2 separate regions of the Mus musculus genome follow, and region 1 is linked to region 2. A link is a contact called in public HiChIP or PLAC-seq data. All regions are on one chromosome and are shown on one strand. The core of a region is the stretch at or near the end of the contact, and the rest is flanking DNA. Distances in the headings are between cores, read along the strand shown.

The links. HiChIP or PLAC-seq counts read pairs in DNA pulled down with a chosen protein or histone mark.
Region 1: an H3K27ac HiChIP or PLAC-seq map of large pre-B cells shows a contact between it and region 2, with 3 times the contacts expected there. The contact joins the promoter of Car13 here to the enhancer-like site in region 2. A contact is called at or near these places in 9 of 39 promoter capture datasets (the 3T3-L1 cell line, the C10 cell line, embryonic stem cells and 4 more), 4 of 15 datasets of contacts at CTCF or cohesin (the G1E-ER4 cell line, embryonic stem cells, large pre-B cells and 1 more), 16 of 484 Hi-C or Micro-C datasets (the AML12 cell line, B cells, the C2C12 cell line and 5 more), 10 of 115 datasets of contacts at active chromatin or transcription factors (the NIH/3T3 cell line, bone marrow-derived dendritic cells, embryonic stem cells and 2 more) and 2 of 9 other capture datasets (embryonic stem cells and liver).

What each region holds. Positions count from the first base shown.
Region 1 is chr3:14,639,253-14,645,491 of GRCm38.p6, forward strand. It overlaps Car13 (carbonic anhydrase 13), which reads left to right and starts at 2,475. Exons shown (of 7, transcript NM_024495.5): 1 at 2,475-2,593; 2 at 5,785-5,982. The coding sequence starts at 2,557.
Region 2 is chr3:14,376,684-14,383,759 of GRCm38.p6, forward strand. No RefSeq gene overlaps it. Among named protein-coding and RNA genes, the nearest start is that of Slc7a12, 100 kb to the right of the region's middle. Within about 2 kb of position 5,243, at least 32 of the 459 cell types and tissues checked have an H3K27ac peak or open chromatin away from gene starts, as enhancers often do. A contact at or near this core is called in pro-B cells, where this site is marked.

The DNA.
Region 1 (6,239 bases), core at 1,225-3,724, 260 kb after region 2:
GCATATAAAGTTTGCGTGTCCAATGGGCCTCTCTTTCCAGTGATGGCCGACTAGGCCATCTTTTTTTTTTTTTTTTTTTTTTTTAAGATTTATTTATTAGATGTAAGTACACTGTAGCTGTCTTCAGACACACCAGAAGAGGGAGTCAGTTCTTGTTACGGATGGTTGTTGGATGGTTGTGAGCCACCATGTGGTTGCTGGGATTTGAACTCTGGACCTTTGGAAGAGCAGTCGGTTGCTCTTACCCACTGAGCCATCTCGCCAGCCCCCTAGGCCATCTTTTGATGCATATGCAGCTAGAGTCAAGAGCTCCGGGGTACTGGTTAGTTCATAATGTTGTTCCACCTATAGGGTTGCAGATCCCTTTAGCTTCTTTGGTACTTTCTCTAGCTCCTTCATTGGGGGCCATGTGATCCATCCAATAGCTGACTGTGAGCATCCACTTCTATGTTTGCTAGGCCCAGGCATACTCTGACAAGAGACAGCTATATCAGGGTCCTTTCAGCATAATCTTGCTAGTGTATGCAATGGTGTCAGCATTTGGAAGCTGATTATGGGATGGATCCCCGGATATGCTAGTGTCTACATGGTCCATCCTTTTATCTCAGCTCCAAACTTTGTCTCTGTAACTCCTTCCAAGGGTGTTTTGTTCCCACTTCTAAGGAGGGGCATAGTGTTCACACTTCAGTCTTCATTTTTCTTGAGTTTCATGTGTTTAGGAAATTGTATCTTATATCTTGGGTATCTTAGGTTTTGGGCTAATATCCACTTATCAGTGAGTACATATTGTGTGAGTTCCTTTGTGAATGTGTTACCTCACTCAGGATGATGCCCTCCAGGTCCATCCATTTGGCTAGGAATTTCATAAATTCATTCTTTTTAATAGCTGAGTAGTACTCCATTGTGTAGATGTACCACATTTTCTGTATCCATTCCTCTGTTGAGGGGCATCTGGGTTCCTTCCAGCTTCTGGCTATTATAAATAAGGCTGCTATGAACATAGTGGAGCATGTGTCCTTCTTACCAGTTGGGGCATCTTCTGGAATAGAATTGAAGACCCAGAAATGAACCCACACACCTATGGTCACTTGATCTTCGACAAGGGAGCTAAAACCATCCAGTGGAAGAAAGACAGCATTTTCAACAATTGGTGCTGGCACAACTGGTTGTTATCATGTAGAAGAATGCGAATCGATCCATACTTATCTCCTTGTACTAAGGTCAAATCTAAATGGATCAAGGAACTTCACATAAAACCAGAGACACTGAAACTTATAGAGGAGAAAGTGGGGAAAAGCCTTGAAGATATGGGTACAGGGGAAAAATTCCTGAACAGAACAGCAATGGCTTGCTCTGTAAGATCGAGAATTGACAAATGGGACCTAATGAAACTCCAAAGTTTCTGCAAGGCAAAAGACACCGTCAATAAGACAAAAAGACCACCAACAGATTGGGAAAGGATCTTTACCTATCCTAAATCAGATAGGGGACTAATATCCAACATATATAAAGAACTCAAGAAGGTGGACTTCAGAAAATCAAATAACCCCATTAAAAAATGGGGCTCAGAACTGAACAAAGAATTCTCACCTGAGGAATACCGAATGGCAGAGAAGCACCTGAAAAAATGTTCAACATCCTTAATCATCAGGGAAATGCAAATCAAAACAACCCTGAGATTCCACCTCACACCAGTCAGAATGGCTAAGATCAAAAATTCAGGTGACAGCAGATGCTGGCGTGGATGTGGAGAAAGAGGAACACTCCTCCATTGTTGGTGGGATTGCAGGCTTGTACAACCACTCTGGAAATCAGTCTGGCGGTTCCTCAGAAAACTGGATATAGTACTACCGGAGGATCCAGCAATACCTCTCCTGGGCATATATCTAGAACAGTCTTCGAAGGTGAGTTTCTACTGTTCTGTAGGAGCGCACACACTTCTCTTCTCAACTCCTTCCTTCTTGCACAGTCAGAATGGCAGTAAGAGTTAAGAACCAAGAATCCAGTAAGTTTGGCTTCTTCTATGCAGGGCCAAGTCTGCAAGATGCTGGAGTAAGCAAAAAGGAATCAGAGAAGTGAGTTATGCAGATGGAAAGGCTGGAGCTGTCGGGGAAGGGAGGGCTGGCCCGGGGAGGTGAGCACTTCCTAACTAGTAGTTCTTATTTTAAGTGGTGGTTATTACAGCTATCGGCATTGATGTATGTGCATGTGTAATCACCACTGCCACCTCCATCAAGGTCCCCTGCATTTCCCAGACAAGATCTCCAACTCCAGCAGCAGCTCCTGCCTGGGTGAGTCATTTCCAGAAGGGCTTTTTCTGGGGTGGACTTCTCAGAAGGCAGGAAATCCCCATTGGAAACCTTTCTGGCTGCTGAGCACAGATCCCTTTCCCCACTCGGGCGCCCCCTGCGGGTGACGACCGTGCCCTCGGGTTTCGGGTTCCCGGGTTCGGGGTGCGGGCGGCCCCGCCCTCCACCCAGGCCCGCCCAGCTCCTTGGCGCGGGCGCCCTGCCACAGGTCCACAGTGTCCCTGCCACAGGCTCTCCATCGAGGACCATGGCGAGGCTGAGCTGGGGGTACGGCGAGCACAACGGTGAGCGCGGGCTTCCAGAGGGGGCTGATGGGGGCTTGAGGGAGCTCTGAGCCCCGTGGGGGGGTTGGGGGTCAGGGCCTGGTCCCCGCCGGCTCTCTCCAGAGTGGACGGCGGCATTCATTCAACTTCACTGGAAAAGCTCACTGCTGTCCCGAGAAAGCTTAAGAGGTCAGAAGTCAGATGACACATTTGTAAGGAAACAAGGACAACTGAGCCGCGAGAGCTCCCAGATCACTAAGTCACGGGACGCCTTCCAGGCGCTGTTGAAGCAATCTTGGTAACTTGTAATTTGCATACTGACTTGAAGTTAACTTGGGGCTTGTTCTTCAGTCTTACTTTCCTACCGTACCCATCCTTTCAGAGACCAAGGTTTAGCAAACGATTATAGAAATTATAATATGGTGTTAAATATATTTATTGATAAGCATGGCAACTTTTCTTCATCGCCTAAGTGTATTAGGGATAAGACATTCTTCTTGTTCATCGTTTGAACTGATTGCTTCAATTAATTACTCAAAAGAATTGCAAAGAAAAACTGGGAAAGCACTGATAGTCTTCAAAATGGAGTTTGTGGATAATAATATCAAAAACTTAAATTAGCATATACGTTATTGGATAATATTCTATAGTACATTTAATGAAAGTTTACGGAAAGTTTTCCCTTCTTTTATTTTATTTTCCCCCTTTTTGTGTTTTGAGACGAATCTTACTCTGTAGCTTAGTCTGGGCAGAACTTGTGGTCATCCTCTTTTCTTGGATGGAAAAAAAAAACTCGTTTCTTATTGCAGCTTATTTGAGGTCGTGATGACATTAATGTTATTTTTAAAATGACATCAGATGAAGTTTAGATTTTTATGAATGACATTTATAATTTAGATGAATTTCTTAAGCCAAAATAGCAATCTTATGTTTCATTACCTTCTAATTTGTGTGTTTGAAAGACAATCTTTACACATTTCAGTTTTGTCTCTGAAATCATTTTGTTTGTTGTTATTTGGCAGTTATTAGGTGCCAGTAGTGGTACCCTCTCTGTGGTTAGGGAGAAGGTTGTGTTAGCCAGTAGGTACTGATTGTACCCGAATAGGTACCCGAATAAGTATTGGTTTCAATAAAATTCTCCAGAAAATTTAAAATTTCAACTTAGAAAGGGCATTATAATGAGGAGTTGTTTTACATCTTGTTCATTTTTTAAATCTTAAAAAAGATTTATTCTTTTTTTAAAAAAATATGTTTATGAATTTTTGACTTGTATGTTGTGGAAGTTAGAAGAGGGCATTAGATCAACAAGGACTGCTGCTGGTTTTAGCCTCCATGTGGGCCGGGAAATCGAACCCAGGTGCTCGGCAAGAGTATCAAGTGTTCTAACTGCTGGACCTTCTCCCCAGTCCCCAGTTTACATTCTAGCTAGGAGTTGCAGAACCATTCTTCTCGCAGAAACAGTGGTTTTCAGAGGACCACACCTTGAAGTTAGATTATGAGATTATGTTGGAAGAATTCGGTTGGGATGTACTGGGAACTGACCAAGCATTTTTTTCTTTTTCTTTTTCTTGTTCAGTCATTGAAAATACAGTGACTGAACAGCTGGAAAGAACTTAAGCTGAGCCTGGCAGTGATAAAATGGAATGGGAATTGGAGCTCTGGACAGGACAGGGTGCCTGTTCCTAAGCAGTTTGTTTCTTCTTCCGCTAACCTCTGATCATTTTATAGGTTTAGGCCGTGTGACATCACCAAACATCATATAACACTATGGATATTCAAAAATTCCTCAAGCCACTGAGGCATGTACCTTTCACTTAAGAACCATGGTTAAGTGAATTTAAAGTCCAGTGTGGTAGGAAACATACAAAGGTGGGTCTATTTAAGAGGCCCGATATTGCAAGTGAATAGATAAAACTGGCTATCCATCCCAGTGGCTTTATTTTGGGTAGATTTGACTTCTCTAAGAACAGGCCTGGTTGAGAAGGGTTAGGGATTGATGACGGAAGGGCTTAGGAAGAGAAAGCAGCCCCTTATCTGTTGCAAAAATGTTTGCATGTTGTGACTCCTGCATTGCATGTTTGAAATCTGGTGCTCATTACGTAGAATAACTCGTATGTGGTGGTCATGACAGAAAGATTTTCTATATTAAATAAGAAGACAAAATTGTAAGCAGAAAGATACACACAGCAAGACGAGAAATAATCTCATAATCCTACAGTGTCTTCTGAGGATTTTAAATGCAAAATCGCCATGACCCATAGTATCTGATTCACAGGATACCTTTGAAGCAGGGTATATTGTCATTTGTTCATGGTGTGGCTTTTTTCCAGAAACCAATGTGAGCAACAATGTTATATTTTTTGACAGGGCATAGCCATTTTGTTTGAATTATTCTCTGTGTAAGATTTGTGTGTGTGTGTGTGTTGGGTAGATGAGTTGCATATAACAGGTACCTCAGGTTAGCTGAGCTGAGCAGAGGGGCATTAGAGGCTATCCGTCAGTGCTATAACTACTAGCAGAAATAGCAGGCAGTGTCTGCTCTTCCTCTGCTTAAACTTCTTGGCCTCTGGAGCAGCCAAGGAACATTCTTGGTTTTGAGATGGAATTTCTTTGTTTGCAACAATGAATTGTACTTCTGTTCTTGTTTGGTAGGTAGGTAACTTTGAGAAGCACTGTATGAAATGTAATTATTCTTTCACCTATAATGTACATCTTTAATTCTGATAACAATTTAAAGCAAACACAGTGCTTTCCATAACCACAAAACACTAGTCATGGTTAAAATAGGAGCAGAGTCCTGAGGATCATACTTTTACTAATTTTTAATTTTTCCCCATGATGTGGATGATGTGGCTGTGGGTATGGATGTTTTATTGTGTGCAGAAGCCAGATGGACCTTGGTTGTCTTCCCCTCTGTTCTCTATCACCTTCTTAATTGTTTCTCTCTGAGCCTGGAGTTCAGAGAGTCAGACTTAGTGTAACTAGCCAGCTAATGTGGAACTCCTTAAGTCTCCTCCTAAATGCTGGACTTCAAGTGAGCTGCCACACCCACCTGGCATTCCTATGGATAATGAGGATCCAAACTCTCACCTTCACATTTGTGCTGCACTTCCTTTATCCATGAAGTGGAGTCCCCAGCCTGCTGCTACCAGTTTTAATTTGCTGAATGAAGAACTTACTTAGTCCTCTCCTTTTGGTCTTCTCAATTTCAGGTCCCATTCACTGGAATGAATTGTTCCCTATTGCTGATGGTGATCAGCAGTCTCCAATTGAGATTAAAACCAAAGAAGTGAAATACGACTCCTCACTCCGACCTCTCAGTATCAAGTATGATCCTGCCTCAGCTAAAATCATCAGCAATAGTGGCCATTCCTTCAACGTTGACTTTGACGACACGGAGGACAAATCAGGTTGGCTCTGTTTGTTTATTAGTTGTTGTAAGACGTTGGATGGTTAGATTTACTCTCCTGTTTTTCACTCTGTAAATTTCAAAATTGAAGCATATTTATCATGTGAATTCAAGTGTTATATATTTGAAACTTAAGATAATATTACCATGAAATAATAGAGAAAATTTGTAGAAAAAAGTATGCTGGGTGATATTTTAAAATTGGTTTTAGGTTATTATTACTTAATGATGTAAATATTGAAGTTTAATAGTTTTTTA
Region 2 (7,076 bases), core at 3,993-6,492:
TATGCACTAAGTACTCTTACTGGAATTTGAGTGGTGGATTTATTAAGTAGTCAAAGATTTGAAACTGGGACAGTAAAAATAAGTTTCCATGAAAGGAACTTACTTTATCTAAACAAAAGACAGTAGGCAAAACATTAGAATCATTTAATTAATATTTCAGGTATGAATAATAAAGATAACAACACACTTATTTATGAATCCAGGGTTTTTTAATTCATAAGGTTTTTTTATAATGATACTCTGATTTAAAATTGTATTATGAATGAATACTCGGTTATGACATAGCTGAGTGTCTTTATTCCTCAAGTCAGAAAAGTCAGCAACTATTGAGCTGATGTTTATTAGTTCAGTATTGGCTAATGTAAATGATGTATTTCTGTATGTGCTTCACTCTTCTTCATGCAAACGCATTGATTTCAATGAGTAAGTTGGAAACCCTGTAAATAGTGGAAGAATCCATCGAAACTTAGCAAAAATAGCTGGATTTAATTCTGTGGTTTCACAACTTGCCAGTTGCAAAGTAAATATCAGTACTACAAGGTAGTACTGAGACTGTATCCATCCTTGCCCTTTGCTTCTTGAATATTTGTAATGTTGTATGGCTGTTAAAAACAGAAAACAAAATCACCACTAATCTTAAGTTTCTTTTTACTTTCAGGTATGCCTGCCATTTATATTTGGAACTTTAGCTCTGTCTTCATTTCTCATTTTGACACCATTGATTCAGTCTCCTAAAATCGAAAATATCTATCAAGTTATCTTTCTCTTCAGTGGATTGCTGGTGTACTGGCTTCAAGCTTACCTTTATCAACATTCTGATAATTTTAAAACAATAACATGTTACTTGCAATTGCTATTTAATGTTTCACCATCTGACAAACAAGACAAAGACATTTTGGCTGAGTAAAAATAGCCTACTAAATATTTACTTCATAAAATAAAATGTTGTAAATGAAATTTTTTATTTTTAAAATAAATATTCTCTCAAACACAAATTTTTCATCTATTGCACAGCACAAAACAATGTAGTGCCCACTTGACTTCTGATCTCAAAGGCTTCCAAAACAAAAGTAAAGGGCATGGAAATGTTAAAATGTATTTTTTAATATAACAGAATTCCATAAATAGGTATATTTATTACAAAGGAATCAACACTTTTAAGTAGTTAAGGAGCTAAGAACTCTTATATGACACATTTCCTTATAATAGTATTATAGTTATGCCGTCAGCTTAAATAACTTCCATTTCTTTTTCCATTCTCATCCTATATATTATTATTACATGGAATTTCTTGTTCTAATTTGGACCTCATAGTTCTCTGATTTTTCCCCTATTATTACATTAGAAATATTTAGTGTCTTTAAATTCTCAGTTTCTATCTGTGGTCCACTTTTTTGACAGAAAAGTTTTGGCTTTATTACTGTCTGAATGAGATCATCATCATTATCATCTGTGCTCCAACACTGATGGGCGTACTGTCTTATGGCATGTGCCTTAAAAATATTCAAAAAAGGATGATATCTTTTCTCTACCTTCCTGGTCCCCAGGCCTATGGCAGGCAATCAATTTAGCTGGTCCTGGGTCCTACCAAACATTTGCCTTTGCTTTTTATGTGTTTGTATCCAGAATAGTAGAAAGGAATACCGTCACTGGTACTATGGGACTAAGAGAAGGAGCTATAGGTTTCCTTCCTGCTCTGTGATTCTCTGTACTTGATGACGGCTTTCTGTCTTTCTGGAGAGCTGACCTTCACAGGAGGGTTCAAAAAGTAGCCACTAGGGACAGGGAAAGGAGAGAGAATGGCAGGGAAGAGGAGTCCACACTGAGTCTTTATAGGTGAGAAGGTAAGCACACTTCTTCCTGCCTCAGATTTTCAGGTCTTTCATGACAAGAATTCTGAATGGTCCTGTTACTTTCGGGATAAGCAAGTTTCCAGATTCCATGATCAGGTAGAGAAGGTGACTATGAGGTGTCCAGCCTGGGAACAAGGTCAAGAAGAGATGAACACATGGCTGGAGTATCTCAGGAGAGAAAGTCAGAGCTAGTTTTGCAGCGTCATGGAGGGCTCCTTGAGTCAGGCTCTGGCTAAGCTCCAGGGTAACAGAATCTGAGTTCTCTTCATGGGATTGGCAAAGCAGGAGAGATGACATTCATAGGTTCAGGAACACAGTCTCTCCACCTCAGCAAGGTGACCCCTCTTGAAGAGACACCATGAAGAGAACATTAGTTTTCTGATAGTCCATTAAATTCACTCACAGAAACATGTTTCTTAAGACTGAACACTGTTTAGCTAAGGACACGGCTATCAAGGTATGCATATATTCACCAAAATGGGCTATGCATGCTACACTAGTGAACTGTCTCTAATGAAACTGTTTACCCAAGCAAAGGCTACAGTACTGCTTCCACAAGCCCCATTCAGTACACCAAGAAGGGCTTTGCTCACTGTGACACAGTGAATACAAGTTCCATCTTGTACTTGTCTCCATCCTCATTGGAAGGCAAAAGGGGACATAAAGATTCATAAAACAGCTCTTAAAGAGTTGTGTGTGTGCACATGTGCAAGTGTATTCCCATGACTATGTGAGGCATGTAAGCAGGCATGCCCTTGAAAACTCTGGAGATGTCAGTCCAAGGTCAACAGAGTGGCAGTATAGAAGGGTCAGGAGCAGACACTTCAGACTGGGCACAAAGGCTTGTCCAGACTTGGAAGTGCCCACTAAGATCTTCAGTCAGGATAATCTACTTCCTGAATTTTCTAGGCCTTTGAGGCAAGTCTTCCTAAGCTCATAAACAAAGAACATCAGAGCTGGGTGGGTCCTCTTAAGCCTGGCTGCTCTGGTATGGTCTCTGGATCTGCAACATCAGCACCACCTTCTCCTGGGAGCTTGTGAGAGATATCTTGGCTCAGGCTCCACCCAAAGCTATTGAACTAGATCGTGTGTTTTACAAGATTCCCCAGGAGATATATATGCACATCAGAGCCTCGGAAGTATTTCCCCAGGACTAATTTAGGCCAACATTTCACTTCACAAACAAGGCCCTGACACACAAAGGGGAGGAGGAGGACCCAAAGCTACACAGCTGCTTCCAATCTTGGCTTCACCACTTGCCAGAGACTTTGTGTAAGTCATTTAAAAATGCACTGACTCTCACTTTCCTCTTCTATAATATAGGGTATCACCCTCAACTACAAGGGCTTTCACATGCACTAGATAAGACAGCATCCAAATTAGGCTTCATAAATATTGACAGTCACTATAGTCCTAGCTCTCTGCTCTCCCTTCTACCTCTCAATGCAAGCCAGCTTCTCTATAGACAGTACTACATTATAGGGATATGTCCTGGTTCAGGAGGTTCTATGCAGATCCTATTCTGCCATTTGACCTTGAACTGTGTCCCAAATTGTTCCCTGGTTCCTGGCTTTGGTTTAGTGGTTCATAAATAAGATGATTCAGTCTCAAAAGGTCAATGGTCTTTGAATTATCAGTGATACAGAATAAACCAGAAATGACAAATTTATGTTTCCAAACTAACCAAAAGAAGGAGACACTATTAGGGTAGTCTAGCCCTAGGAAGTCTATAGATCTTTCCTAGAATGGTTCTGCCTTGACATGTCCAAGTACCTCAAGTGCCTAGGTGTGCCCCTCAATGCAGTTTTTCTGAGGATTGAATCCAAGGCCTCACACATGCCTGCTAAGTGCTCTTCCAGGAGCTACACTGAAAACTCCTCTTTCTTCTTCAACTAATAAAAAGGACCCTCAAGGCTTCAAGTATCTCTGTGGGGATGGGGTTAAAGAGGAGCGAGCCCAGTCAGACTGGAGGACAGCTGTTTTCAAAGCTTTGCAAGATGTTAGGTGAGAGAAGTCTAAACCTGTTCTCATGGACTCTGGAGAACAGAAACAGAAAGTTCAAATAAGTCCTCTCTACTCATAACAACTGGTTACAAACAGCTCCAGAAGTTCCTGTAACCATTAGTCCTAAGGCAAGTGAGCTGCAGAGGGAAGGGCTCCCTTGCTGTAAGACCAACTGGCAAGGCTGGCAAAGCTGGCATAGACTCCAAGGGCTCCAGTATGAGCATCATCTCAGGCAAGCACTTTTCAAATAGTTTCCCATGTCCCATCCCGACCTGATCAGAATCTATAGGGTGGATCTGGGATCTATTTTAAAAGCATCCCTCCACACCCTGCAATGGTTTTAGTAACAGGTGTGTGTGTGTGTGTGTGTGTGTGTGTGTGTGTGTGTGTGTGTGTGTGTGTTTGAAGGCAGGACCAGGGACTGGAGGAAGGGAGTTAGAACCATCCAATGACTGGTTCCCAAGGGTCTGTGTTCTATTTCTCAAACTACCCCCACCCTTACCAGGGCCTAAGGATGTTGGGGACTGTAGCTTCACAAAGTATGTACTCTTGATTTGGGGATTACTTAAACATCTAATAGCAACACACACACACACACACACACACACACACACATTTTTGTAGCAAGGTTATTCTGTAGCAAGATTGGCTTTGAACTCACGTTCTTCCTGCCTTAATCTCCAAACACATTCTCCCTCATCTCTGAAGACTGATGTCCCATGGAAGCCACCCTTTTAGATGACCCAGACTTGTGGTCTTGAAGGAAGACTGATGGAGCCACGACTTCCATCAGAACAGGCAGCTTTCTTCCACCACACCTAAACGGCCAGGACACTCATGCAACTGGGAGTCCTTTATGCCATTCTTTCCCCTACGGGCATCCTGGACCATGTCCAGGTCGCCCTTAAATGGAAAAAAAGGGGGACTCTGTCAGTTTCTCTCCTTTGGGTCATTCTTGTGCTTTGGTATGCCACAGGTCAGTGTTAGAGCACACCTCTTTCCGGGGACATTAGATGTGCTCGCGGAAGCACTGGGTCATCAACACCCACAGCAGAACGGGAGTAGCTAACAAAAATAACATGAAATTTAAAAAAGAAAAAGAAAAACGGAGTGGCTGCCTTTGGCCTTGACCCCACAGCGCCACCTGGTGTCGATCCGTACAGAGCAAACTCGACGCCTGCAAATCTCTGTGGCTCCCCACGCCCTACGCAATTACGGCCATCTGCTGGTACCCGAGCTTCACTGTGTATAAATAAATGATGTGTGAAGTCCCTTCTGCACTGCGTGATTGTGAGAAGGTCAATGGGGAAAAGTGAGACAGAGTACTAGGGCTGGCCTGATGGTACTGTGCTGGGCCTCCGCAGCCAGCAGAGGGCAGCCTGTCTCCACCTTTGGATCATGGTATTCTGTGTGTCCCGTCCAGGTAGGAGGATCCATTTGTGTTTATGGAATAAACCATTGTCCTCTGCGCACAAACCTCCCTGAGAATTTCCTGTAGGTCTTGAGCCATGTTTGAGAATTGTCAGGGCCACTTAGGGCTAACACTCTTTGATCTCCAGCTGTTGGGCAGGTGTTGTAGGTCCAATGTTGGAGCATTGCTGGCCTGATCCTCTGGCTAATAAAAGCATAAAACCTATTGGTTAAATTCCACTCACTGTTTTGAAAAACTCAGTGAGGGCGCATTTTCATGGATTGACACAGCATAGCTCTGGGTACAGTAGGTGTACCTAAGATGAACAACACTACAACCCTTCAGACAAGCCTATTTTCCAAGCCTGCTCTTCCGTACAGCTGGTTGTGAGGCCCTAGCAGAAAAGCAGATGGCTAGCTGCCTCTCCCCACCATACACACACACACACACACACACACACACACACACACACACACACACACACACACACTTCCAAGAAGTGAGATCTCTGGAGTTGATACAAAAAGTCCTCTAGCTGAATTTCTCTTTACAAGGGGCTTTGCAAAAGCTGAAGTGCTGAGTACATTGTCAGGACATAACTGAGCCTTTCAAAAGCCAAGTCCACAAAATCCCCGCATCCTGAGATGGGGTGGAGGGCAAATAGGGGAAGGTGGTGGCCTTTGATCATTTGGTTTCCTTAGAACCAATACCACAAAGTAAACAGACCTTAGAAAACTCCAGAGTGATTGCCTTTGGTTCATTTCAACTAGGCCTTGCCAAATCCAGCCCTGGCTCCCTGGGTCCCTAGGACCCCCACAGACAGATGAGGAAAGAGTTCAGTTCTAAATTGCTTTATTGATCAGATGATAAATCAGCTTCAACAGCCCATGCCTACAGCCCTTGCAGAGAATCGATGTACAGCCTTGTCCCTTCCGTCTTGGGGAGCATCAAGGCCCAGCCCTTCCCCTTCTCCCCTCTGCTCCTTACCTTGGGGCCTGGATGGGCTGGGCAAGATAATGAAGGTTACTAGAGAAAGATGGGGTGATAGGAGAAGGGTCTGTGTCTGCGCTGGAGAGGAATGAGGACGTGGGGTTCAGAGGAACCCTCAGGAGTGGCTAGAACACAGCTCTACCCTGGGCTATGCTGCATCAAAAAGTGTCCATCCCAGCTACCCGACCCAAGGTTAGACCCAGAATTGACTAATCCAAGATCTGGATGACTGATAAATGTAAATGCTTGTTCAGGAATTCATTAGGATCTTCCTTGCCCATCAAAGAGGGAACTTGATGCCTAAGGAGGTCAGGCAAACTCTAGACTTTGGGGTACTCTGACATGGGTTGCTCTCCATTCCTAAATGAAAAAAAAAATTCACTATTTCCACACTCAAAGGCAAGACGCCAGAGAAAGAGCTCTTTCTGATGGCCCCACAATTCTATCTGCACCTCCCTGCCTCTCATGGGGACTTCTCAGACTGAGATGCACCAAGAATCTCAGACTCCTACCCAGAGGAAACTCTCTGGAAGCCAATAAACCACAACCTTTTCTAGCCCAATAAACCCAGCTTTTCCTGCCTACACTGCTGGTTTGCTCTACTGGGCTCCAATGGCATGGGCTCAGGTGTCCTGGCCAATAGAGGGTGGACATTCAGCCTAGAAACAGAGGTCGATGGGGGTGAGGTGTGGAGTGAGGGACCTGGTCTCTGGAAAGGGGTGACTAGACAGATGTCTCCTAAAGGTAATGGTATCAAATGCCAGGCAGGAGGAAGCCCTTAGTGGGGAAGGAGTTCAGGCAGACCCCTAAACCAAAAG